Regions from separate parts of the Sus scrofa genome. Here region 1 is linked to region 2. The links are chromatin contacts, called in public HiChIP or PLAC-seq maps. All regions are on one chromosome and are shown on one strand. The core of a region is the stretch at or near the end of the contact, and the rest is flanking DNA. Distances in the headings are between cores, read along the strand shown. Region 1 holds the start of CHCHD2 (coiled-coil-helix-coiled-coil-helix domain-containing protein 2). Region 2 holds the start of KCTD7 (BTB/POZ domain-containing protein KCTD7).

Region 1 (5,531 bases), core at 358-2,857, 420 kb after region 2:
TATTGAACCCATGCCACCACTGTAATCAGCCTCGGCAGTGACAAAGCCAGATCCTTAACCACTAAGCCACAAGGGAACTCCTCAAAATACAAACTATGTATACTATTTTGTAACCTGCTCTTCACTTAATATTATGTAAAGCTACTTCTCATGTCAGAGATTCCTTCATAACATTTTAAATACCTGCATAACATTTTATTATATGTATGTACTATAACTTTTTTTTTTTTTTTTTTTTTTTTTTGCTTTTTAGTGCCACACTCATGGCATATGGAGGTTCCCAGGCTAGGGATCTAATCAGAGCTACAGCTGCCAACCACAGCCACAGCCCCAGAAACACCAGATCTGAGCCGAGTCTGCAACCTACACCACAGCTCACAGCAATGCTGGATCCTTAAACCACTGAGTGAGGCCACGGATCAAACCCGCGATCTCATGGTTCTAGTCAGATTCATTTCTACTGCGCCACTATGGGAACTCCTATTATAACTTCTTTAATTTTTTTTTTTTTTTCTTTTTAGGACCGCACTGTGGCACATGGAAATTTCCAGGCTTGGGGTACAATTGGAACTGCAGCTGGGGGCCTACACCACAGCTCACAGCAACACAACACCAGATCCTTAACCCACTGAGTGAGGCCAGGGATTGAACCTGCATCCTAATGGATACTAGTTGGGTTCATTACAACTGAGCCACTAGGGAACTCCTAAAATGTACTGTTAAAAGCACTTTACACCAAGTATCCTTGAAGCACAGATCCTCCAGGGCTTTGGATCTGCTGTTCCCTCTGCCAGGAATGCTCTTACCCTTGACAAACACAAAGCTTGCTTCCCCACTTACTCAAAAATTTCGTTCAGATACCACCTCTTCAAAGGCTCCTGCTCTCTCCAACTTCTAACTTCCTTACCCTGCTTTTGCTTCCTATCTCCACCATCCAATTTATGTAGGTATTAGTGTCTCACTCCCTGAATTTAAACTCCATTTAACTAGATTATCTCCAGAACCTAGCTAATGCTTGTAGACCATTCAGAACATCTTGTTTAATTATAAGTAAACTAATACCATCCCAATTACAGGCACAAATTCTATAATATATATGGAAGGGGTTGGAACATTTATTAAATACATAGATGTGGGGCATTATTATTGTCTGAATTTTTGATTGGATCCAGAAAAAACAAGTAGAACCAACTTAGCTCTGTCGATCCCTAAAGTTCTCCGTTTTCTTCATTTCGGTTATTACGTGCCCACACTGCGCCTCAAAAAATATTTACCCCAATAAATAACTTAATGAGAAAAGTTAAGTAACTTGCCCAAGGTTCAGCGGCAATCATGCCACAGCTCTGACTCACTCTCTCAAGGTTAGAGCTGACCTACCATGTTAATAATGCGAACGGCTGAAGGTATCAGCTGCAGTCCTTGCGCCCTAGGAAGCAAACAGCTAGCGGTTCTGACTCGCACTAGGCTCCGAGGACGAGGTTTGTGAACACCCAAATCCTATTACAATTTCGCAAAAAGCCCGGGCGCCGAGCTCCTTACGTCAACTGCGTACGACGAGGCGCCGCCGTGACGTCCTACTCTTCCTGTGACCTTCAAACCCGCGGAAACGTCGGCGAACGGAAGGCCTGAGAGCTGATTGGTTGCGCGCTGAGGCCGGCCCCGCCTTCCGACTTCCGCTGTCGGTCTCTGCAGAAGCCGCCAGGGTCTCCTCTGAGTTTCTCTGTCTTCTAGGTTCGCGTTCGTTGCGCAGTTACGATGCCTCGTGGAAGCCGAAGCCGCACTTCCCGCATGGCCCCTCCGGCTAGGTGAGACCACCGGGGTTTGGGGTCCTGCTGGTGCCGTGGCGCAGAGAGAGGCTGCGGGTGGGCCTCGGAGCAGCGGGGTGTCGGCGGGCCGGGGCTTCCGAAGGCCAGGGCGGTGTGGGCCCTCCTCCGGTCGCCGCAAGCTAATTGTAGGGCTTTAGCTAGTTTTCTCGTTAGTGGCGTACTTCCTAATTTTGAATGCCCATGAATTATAATTTGAAATATTGTAGAACTCAAGTTAAAACAGGCCCGTTCTAGAAATAAGTGGTATTTATAGGTGTAATCACGCAGAAACGCCAAAAATAGCACAGAAAACAATGGAAGCTAGTGTAATTGGGAAAATATCGCATTTTAATTTCAGTAAATGATCTCTTCCGTGAGCAGTGAGCGTTCCAAGGACTTGGCCCAGTAGGGGTCACCGTCGTCAATGTCTCACGTGTACGTGATGTTTGCTAGTTCGTAAAATACTTGTAAAATGTGCTGCCAGTTGCGCCACACGGTAACCTTAGCGGTAAATGTTATTCCTGTTTTACAGAAACTGGAGACTCAGAATAAGTGACTTGTCCACCAATAAGTAGGGAAGCAAGGTCTCAGACCCAAGTTTGCTCGTGGCTAATTCAGAGCATTTAGCACAGTAGCTTGCCTGGTGTATTGTGTTCAGACAGTATGCCACGAGTGTAGGGAGTTCACTTAGCGAAAGATTGTTATCCGAGAGGAAACCCTATTGTTAAAAAGTTATGCCAAATAAACTACCTAACACGAAGTGAAGTCATAAACTTTTGACCTAGTCTTATTTGAGGGACTAGCACCCAAGGAAACAATCTAAAAAATGGACAGAAGGCGTATAATCTATGTGAAAGATTTTGAAAGCAGCACTGGACATATTAGTGAATTTTTTTTTTTTTTTGGTCTTTTGTCTTTTGTTGTTATTGTTGCTATTTCTTGGGCCGCTCCCGCAGCATATGGAGGTTCCCAGGCTAGGGGTCTAATCAGAGCTGTAGCTGCCAGCCTACACCAGAGCCACAGCAACGCAGGATCCGAGCCGCGTCTGCAACCTACACCACAGCTCACGGCAACGCCGGATCGTTAACCTGCTGAGCAAGGGCAGGGACCGAACCCGCAACCTCATGGTTTCTAGTAGGATTCGTTAACCACTGTGCCACAACGGGAACTCCCTGAAATTTTGAAAGCATTCAAATGTCCTACAGATGGGAAATAGGTGAAATTAGGTGTAACAGTTCAGACATGTCACTTCCATTTACTGAGTTTCAGTTTTTTCTTTTTTGGGGGGCCGCTCACGCGGCATATGGAAGTTCCCAGGCTAGGGGTCGAATCGGAGCTGTAGCTGCCAGCCTATGCCAGAGCCACAGCAACGCTGGATCCGAGCAGGATCTGCGCCCTACACCACAGCTCATGGCAACGCTGGATCGTTAACCCACTGAGCAAGGGCAGGGACCGAACCCACAACCTCAGGGTTCCTAGTCGGATTCGTTAACCACTGCGCCACCACAGGAACTCCCAGTTTTCTAATCTATGAAATGAAGAAACTGAACCAGTTTATTTCCCCAAATGACTGACGGTAGGTCTTTCAATTGCACCATCTCACACCGTGAGACCTCCCTTGACTGTCCTAAAATTAAATGTGCAGTATCCCACAACATCCTGTTCTTCTCTCTTGACTTTTTCTCTTTGGCTACGCCTGAGGCATGTGAAAGTTACTGAACTAGGGATCAAGCTTGTGCCACAGCAGTGTCAGTGCCAGGGTTTTAACCTGCTGAGCCACCAGAGAATTCCCTTGATATTTTTAACATAACATTTATTTGATCCTTCAATAGAATATCAGCCCCGTCATTACCAGTTATGTTTTTATGAAGTATCGGAATAACTATTCTTTAAAGATACTATAGACTGGGGGTCCCTGTCATGGCACAGCGGAAACAAATCCGACTGGGAACCATGAGGTTGAGGGTTCAATCCCTGGCCTCGACCAGTGGGTTAAGGTTCCAGCGTTGCCATGAGCTGTGGTGTAGGTTGAAGACGTGGCTTGGATCCTGAGTTGCTGTGGCTGTGGTGTAGGCTGGCGGCTATAGCTCTGATTGTACCCCTAGCCTGGGAACCTCTATATGCTGCGAATGCAGCCCTAAAAAGCAAAAAAAAAAAAAGGATACTGTAGACTTTGTGAATATATGGAAATGGTTGCAAAAAGGCAGGGGCTGAAAAGCTTATACTTGGCAATTAAAGCCTTAAAGGGTTAATGAGAGAAAATGATGTAAATAGTTCAGGGAATTGTGTTCTCAAAAGTTTTTCTTATATGTATATAGTACTTGAGTTTAAATAAAGTGGAAATCCTAAGATTTATTTTAATATACAAGGGGTTTTTTGTTTGTTTTAACTTCACAATTTCCAAACCCGGTTGAAAGTGACAACTTCATGCTTTTTGTCCTTTTCTTTCACAGCCGGGCACCTCAGATGAGAGCTGCACCCAGGCCAGCGCCGGCAGCTCAGCCACCAGCAGCAGCTCCACCATCTGCTGTTGGCTCCCCTGCTGCTGCACCTCGGCAGCCAGGTCTCATGGCCCAGATGGCAACCACTGCAGCCGGCGTGGCTGTGGGTTCTGCCGTCGGCCACACGATAGGTCATGCGATCACTGGGGGCTTCGGTGGAGGAAGTAGTGCTGAGCCCTCAAGGCCTGACATCACTTACCAGGTAAGATTTGAGGCAGCATTTCCTTCAGTGGTGGATTTTATGAGAAAACCTGGCCATTCGTAAGGTCCTTATGTGGAGGACACGTGGAGAGTGGTTTATCCAAAGCCACATCTGGCAGTTAAGTTAGTACCTTCAGCCAGCGTCAGGGAGTTCTGTACAAATGGTGTTTCTTTCCAAGGAATAGAATTGTAGCAGTTCAACCTGATGCACTGTCAAACAGCCCCTTTCCCCTTATTTTAAATATCTTGTTCTCGTTGCTCGTAACTAATTCTGAAATCTCTTTAGTGGCTCTGTTCTGTCTGATCTCTTATTGGCCACCGCCCTTCTTTCTTATGTGAATTTTCTCCTCTAGGGAGCATGGGTGTTGTATTTCTGGTGTACTTGAAACTTTCATTTGTCTATTTTTCAGTAGTAGTCTCATTTTTTCCTTCATGGTACTTCAGTGAACCACTGGTTTTTAGATGCCAAAACAACCACTTCACTTTATTTACATCTTTGTTCATTAATCTTTCTTTTTTTAAATTTTTTTAATTTTTTTATTTTTTATTTTGTTGTTGTTGTTGTTGTTGTTGCTATTTCTTGGGCCGCTCCCGAGGCATATGGAGGTTCCCAGGCTAGGGGTCCAATCGGAGCTGTAGCCACCGGCCTACGCCAGAGCCACAGCAACACGGGATCCGAGCCGCGTCTGCAACCTACACCACAGCTCACGGCAACGCCAGATCGTTAACCCACTGAGCAAGGGCAGGGACCGAACCTGCAACCTCATGGTTCCTAGTCGGATTCGTTAACCAATGCGCCACGACGGGAACTCCCATTAATCTTTCTGATTACAACTGGAAATTTTGTCAAAGCTCCTTTTTTTCTGAGTTCTCCGGCGGCACAGTGGGTTAAAGATCTAGTGGTGTCACTGCAGTGGCTTGGGTAGCTGCTGTGGTATGGAATTTGTCAATCCCTGGCCCAGAAACTTCCACATGCCATGGGTGTAAGAAAAAAAAAGCTTGGCATTCCCGTCCTGGCTCAGCG
Region 2 (5,539 bases), core at 566-3,065:
CCCCAAAACTCCTCCACATTAACTACAATGTTATCCCAGTGCATACTTTTCAATAGTACAACAACTCCCAGGCTCCATGAAAGTCTCTGTGTATTTGTCTAGACAGTCCTTCTTCCTAACTTTCAAATCCTTTGTGAAATAAAGAAGGATAAAAATAACGCTACATCAAAGTTACCCCGGGGCCTCGATCAGTGCCTGGCTCACAGTAAAACCCCCCAGTTTGCACTAGATCAGTGAATGAATGAATGAAACAGACAGGCGTTTACAGTTCTCTGAATGTAGGTACCGTTACTCTTCCACACCCAGAGGACTGGAAATGCCTTCTGCTTATTCTATAGCTAGCTCCTCCAAGACTATTCTGTGTGCATACCAAGGACTCAAATATTATTGGGGGGGTAATAATACTTCTATTACTCACATGGAGCAATGAACTCTGTAAAAGAGCGAGCACTGGAGTGTGGCCTATAGTCTCTGGGTCCTGAGCTTTCTTCCCTTAAATCACACTGTTTCACCAATGACAATGCACAGAAACATTGGACCCTGTGTCCCCAATGGCTTTTTTTTTTTTTTTTCAATTACAAACAGTCCTTCTGGAGTTTTGCCCATTTTCACAAGTGTCCCATGATGCTTTGAGTATCTAACCCCAAGAGGACACTACAGTTTTCCAAGAGCCTCACCCAGCCCCACCCAGCCCCTCTGGGGCTCAGGCCATCTGCCCAGGACTCCCCACGTCACATGCTCCCATGTCTGGCACTACCTTAACCCCTACCTCCCAGTCTCTGTCTTCAGTGCCCAGCAGGGCCCCACCTTCCCTCCTCTTTTCTCGTCTCTTGAGGGTCATTTCAGGTGTTCATATGATCATGTCACATGCATTAAGACCAGTGGAAGCCACCATGCATCACAGCACAGCAGCTAGGAGGGGAAGCCATGGAGTTGTCAGGTGAGTGTGGCCACAGCTATGAACTGGCCTGCTTCTTATCTGCACACTGCCCCTTAGCCCACTCTCTGGGCAGCTGGAGACTGGCTTTGGGCAATGACTAAGGCCTCTTCTTGGATTCTCTGGAAGACACTATCATCCCTTGGGGTTCCAAGGGCTCCTTCCCATGGCCTTCCTTCCCTCCTCCAGTTGGTAAGGGTGGGCCATAGGGATGGGAGTACCAAGCTTGCAAGGAGTGAATCCTGGAAGGAGGGGGATGGGAGGGCCAGGTGCTGCCTAGAGCAAGGAAGACACACCTGGCGTGTTTTACAGAGGGTGCGTGGGGAGGGGGGGATCGGTGGGTGGTGGGAGTGGGATGGGCAGGGGAGCACAGCTTCTGGCACCGCCCTCGGCCTGACCCCCTCCCCAGCCTCAGCGCTGTTCACATCCCAAGGTCAGCTCTGTCTGGCACCGGCTCCTGTCTCTGCACCCCTTCTCGCGCCCCCACCCCCTCCAGGTACCTCCTGCGGGAGCAGGGGCAGTGCGTGCCCAGCCTGCGTGGCCGTAGGGGTGGCCGGCTCCAGAAAGTCGTCTTCGGCGTCGGAGCTGGACATGGCACCGTCCGGACGACGGTTGTCTGGCTCCCGCCCCGTGACTACCACCATCCCTCTGGCTCTGGGCAGTGGGCGCGGCTTCGGGCGGGCGGGAGGGTGGTGGCCCAGGCACTAGCACCCAGCAGCGCCTGGCATGACGCGGCGCGCCGGTGGGCGGGGCCGGAGGGGCTGAGAGCTCAGCGCGGTGGGGCTGGAGGGCGGCCGCTCCCTCAGCGCCAACGGGCTCGCTGACCACCCGGCGGACCGCAGGGCCACCGGCCTGACCCGGCCACCTCCCACTATTGGCCGAGCTGCCGCTAGTTCCGCCCCTGATTGGCGTGAAGCTCGCCCAATCTCAGAGCAAGTAGAGCTTTCGCTCCGTGCCTGAATGGCCACTGGGAGCCGGGCTGGCTGGCCTGCCCCGTTCTGATTGGCCCTCTGGACAGTGGGCGCGCCCTCCCCACCCGCGAACACTCGCTCGGCGCGTGGGGCGCGCGCACGCGGCCACCGTCTCTAAGCCGGGCCTTCTTGGGTCCGAGGGTGGCTCCTGCATCGGGGTCGACACCTAGAAACTTGCGAGGAGAGAGGGCTCACGACTTAGTCGTTCCTACGTCTCCAGGGCAGCGCGTGATGTGCATCCTTGGGCGTCAAAGGCCAGGCAAATCCGGGAGGACCAGGTCGCCGCAATGGAGAGCCTAGGCATCCCTTCCCGGAGGATACGGAGGAGGCACGACTTAGGTCACTGAGGTTGTAGGAGAGGAAGGGTAGCGCTGCAACAGGGACTGGCCCTTCTCTAGCCACAAGGGCAAAACCTGAGTTTCCAGTCTTTCCTGATTGACCCAAAAAGAAAACTCAAGTTAGAGGCAATTGAGAATGACAGTGACTCTCACCCTCAATGTGTCAGTTCTTCCACTGGCACCTGGAGACACAGACGGAAACAGGCCCTCTCTTGAGACGCTCCCAGGCTGCTGAGGCAGAGTCCAGCCTGATCCAACGTCTATCAACAGCCTTGGATGCTGTGACCCCTGGTATAGTTGGATCAGCTCAGGGACTCTCCTAGGAATCAAGGTTTGAGCCCTTTCAAACCATTTTTACACCCAGTTCTTCATTTGCATCTCACATTGTGACAGAAAAGGAAGCTGAGACCTAGAGGATTAAAACCACTGTAGGAGTGTCCTCCATGAGTGTTTTCTCCAAACTTGGTTGCATCAAAATCACTGGGGGGGGAACTTGCTAAAATGCAGATTCCCAGTCCGACTCCAGAGAATCTGACTTGGTCCATCTGGGGTGAAGCCCTTGAACTTGCATTCCTAACGAACTCCCCAGGTAACCCTGGGTGCTGCAGGTCCTTGAACCACGTTTTGAGTAGGGCTGCTCTAAAGAAGGCTGCCTGAGGCCATCTCTTATCTGTAACTACCTGCTCCAGCCTTTCTCAACATCCATAACAAAGTTTCTTCTTTCCATCCTTAGAATCATTAGGATTCCAGCTGTAATAGAAACTGCAATCAAAGGTGGATTATATCATAGGAAAATTTGATTATCTTCTATAACAGGAAGTCTGAACAGCTCCTGGATTGGTCCATTAAGTAATGCAATAAGGAGTTACCTGGACCAGTTCTCTTCCATTTGTCCACTCTGCCAGGGGGACTCTCCTCCTTTAAAAATTCATATGAGGAAACTAGAGAACTAAGGGCTTATCAGGATGACAGTTTAAATCGAGGCTGTCCAAAGAGAATGGAACGGGAGCCCCAGAGGCTCAAGAGGTAGGGAAATCCAGGTACAATCAGTGTTACATTACTGAATGTGTTGGAGTTTTCATCTTCCATTTTGGCTGAGGATTTCCTTCAGGAATATAGTTGCCCAGTTGGTTCTGTTTATATGGTGTGTATTAAGGGGGCGGGAAGTCCAAGGGCAGCAGCCTGCAATGAAGACTTGCTGAGAGAGCAGGAAGGGGTTGCAGCAGGCTTTCTGGGAAAGCAGGGCACTTGGCTGGCAGCAGCGATTCCCACCCCGCAGTGAACTGACTTCCAGGCCAGTTCACAGGAGGGCTGCAGAGCAGGGTCAGTGAACCTTGGAGAGAGGAATGGGTAGCTCGTGCCCATGCAGAGGTGGGGGCTGCTCTCAGAACACTGGCACTTACAGCTGGGATTACTCTTCCTCCAGGAGTCAACAAAATACTCCTACAGGCACTGAGTCCTGAGATTAGCCAAATGGATTCTATTCTCCACATCTCACCAAAAAAGAGAACTTCGGAATGGCAACAGATTTCCAAAGTGCTGATTCAGCATGTGGATTGAATAATTTAAAACAATAAAAGAAATGAAAAACAGGAACGAAAGCTTCCATCTTCTTTTCCCCATTACCTTCTTTCGGTTTTAATTTTGATTTGAACCTTTAGACATATAAACAGTTATAGACCATAACAATTACAACCCATGTACTCACTTCCCAGCTCATGAAATACAATATGACAAACACAGTTGTATCTGCACATACCTCCCTAATCTCATTCCCCTCCCTCCAAAATATATGTATCATTTCATTCATGTTTTCTTTTTAGTTGGGATATATGGTACAGAAAAATGCAAAATCATATCTGTACAGCTTGAAGAATAATTATAAAAGAGAAAGAGAGCCCTGTAACCACCACTCAGTCAAAAAACAGAACGCTGCCAGCTCCCATTCTCTCCAAAGGCTCCTCCATGACAAACTCCATTCCTCCAAAGGTCACCTCTGTCCTCACTTTTCTTTCTTTTTCTTTTTTTTTTTTTTTTGTCTTTTTGTCTTTTTGCCATTTCTTGGGCCGCTCCCGAGGCATATGGAGGTTCCCAGGCTAGGGGTCTAATCCGAGCTGTAGCTCAGCCTACGCCAGAGCCACAGCAACACAGGATCCGAGCCGCATCTGTGACCTATACCACAGCTCACAGCAACGCCGGATCGTTAACCCACTGAGCAAGGGCAGGGATCAAACCTGCAACCTCATGGTTCCTAGTCAGATTCGTTAACCACTGCGCCACGATGGGAATTCCTGTCCTCACTTTTCTGACCATCATTTCTTTGTTTGCCCAGCTACCCACCCATGAATATAACTAACTCTAAGCTGTGCAGTTTAATGTTAGCTGGGTTTTGGACTTAAAGCGAATGGAATCTTTTCCATGTCACTGCTGATGAGTATTTAATTATGTCCCAATGTTGTACGATGACAAACGGTGCTGCTATGAACTCTATATCTTGTGACGCTCTGTCCAATCAGAGCTGCAGTGCTGGCCTAGGCCACAGCCACAGCAATGCCAGATCTGAGCCTCGTCTGCAACCTACACCACAGCTCATGGCAATGCCAGAACCTTAACCCTCTGAGCGAAGCGAGGGATTGAACCTGCCTCCACTGAGCCACGACGGAAATTCCTATAAACACATCCTTAACTCACAGTGCCATGGGGGCATCCATCTTTATGTTTCTTCAAGTTAGCTCTCTTCCTTTTTTTTTCCTTTTAAAGATCCTGAGATACAATTGACGGATAACCTTAGTTTCAAGTGTATAACATGATTTGATATTTGCTTACACTGCCAAATTATCACCACAAGAAATCTAGTCAACTTCCAAGTCAGCTCTCTTTCCTATTTCCAATCTTACCAGTCCTTTCAAGACCCCCTCCTCATTCCAGGAAACCCCCACTCCTTCCAGCAAATGGCAGTTTGGCTATTGCACAGAGAAAAGGAGGCTCTCAGGTGTGGAGAACTCCTTCAACTTCCTACCACCAACAAGTTAATTCTGTCTGCGAAATCTCTCCTTCGCTCCTGCTTTGGAGGAGAAATACTCTTCTCGGGATTGGAGGGTTTTTCTTCCAACACAGCTCTTGCTTTTGCAGGACTGGACATCCCCCATCCATGAACCTTTCTCCCCTGAATTTTCCGTCTCTTCCTCTACATTGTTTTCTTTGCTGCGGCTCATTTTATGTGCCATTTTTTCCCCAACTTCTCTCTGATCCTTTGTTGTCAATATCTTCATAAGAAAAGTCTACTCTTCTAG

What was found. HiChIP or PLAC-seq counts read pairs in DNA pulled down with a chosen protein or histone mark.
Region 1: a contact with region 2 is called in an H3K27ac HiChIP or PLAC-seq map of alveolar macrophages. The contact joins the promoter of CHCHD2 here to the promoter of KCTD7 in region 2. A contact is called at or near these places in 1 of 47 Hi-C or Micro-C datasets (embryonic fibroblasts) and 1 of 2 datasets of contacts at active chromatin or transcription factors (alveolar macrophages).

What each region holds. Positions count from the first base shown.
Region 1 is chr3:16,810,802-16,816,332 of Sscrofa11.1, forward strand. CHCHD2 (coiled-coil-helix-coiled-coil-helix domain-containing protein 2) reads left to right here and starts at 1,608. Exons shown (of 4, transcript XM_003124448.4): 1 at 1,608-1,805; 2 at 4,259-4,508. The coding sequence starts at 1,756. LOC102162776 (a long non-coding RNA gene) reads right to left here and starts at 1,514. Exons shown (of 4, transcript XR_001307408.2): 1 at 1,378-1,514.
Region 2 is chr3:16,392,046-16,397,584 of Sscrofa11.1, forward strand. It overlaps KCTD7 (BTB/POZ domain-containing protein KCTD7), which reads right to left and starts at 1,816. Exons shown (of 4, transcript XM_003354517.4): 1 at 1,438-1,816. The coding sequence starts at 1,581.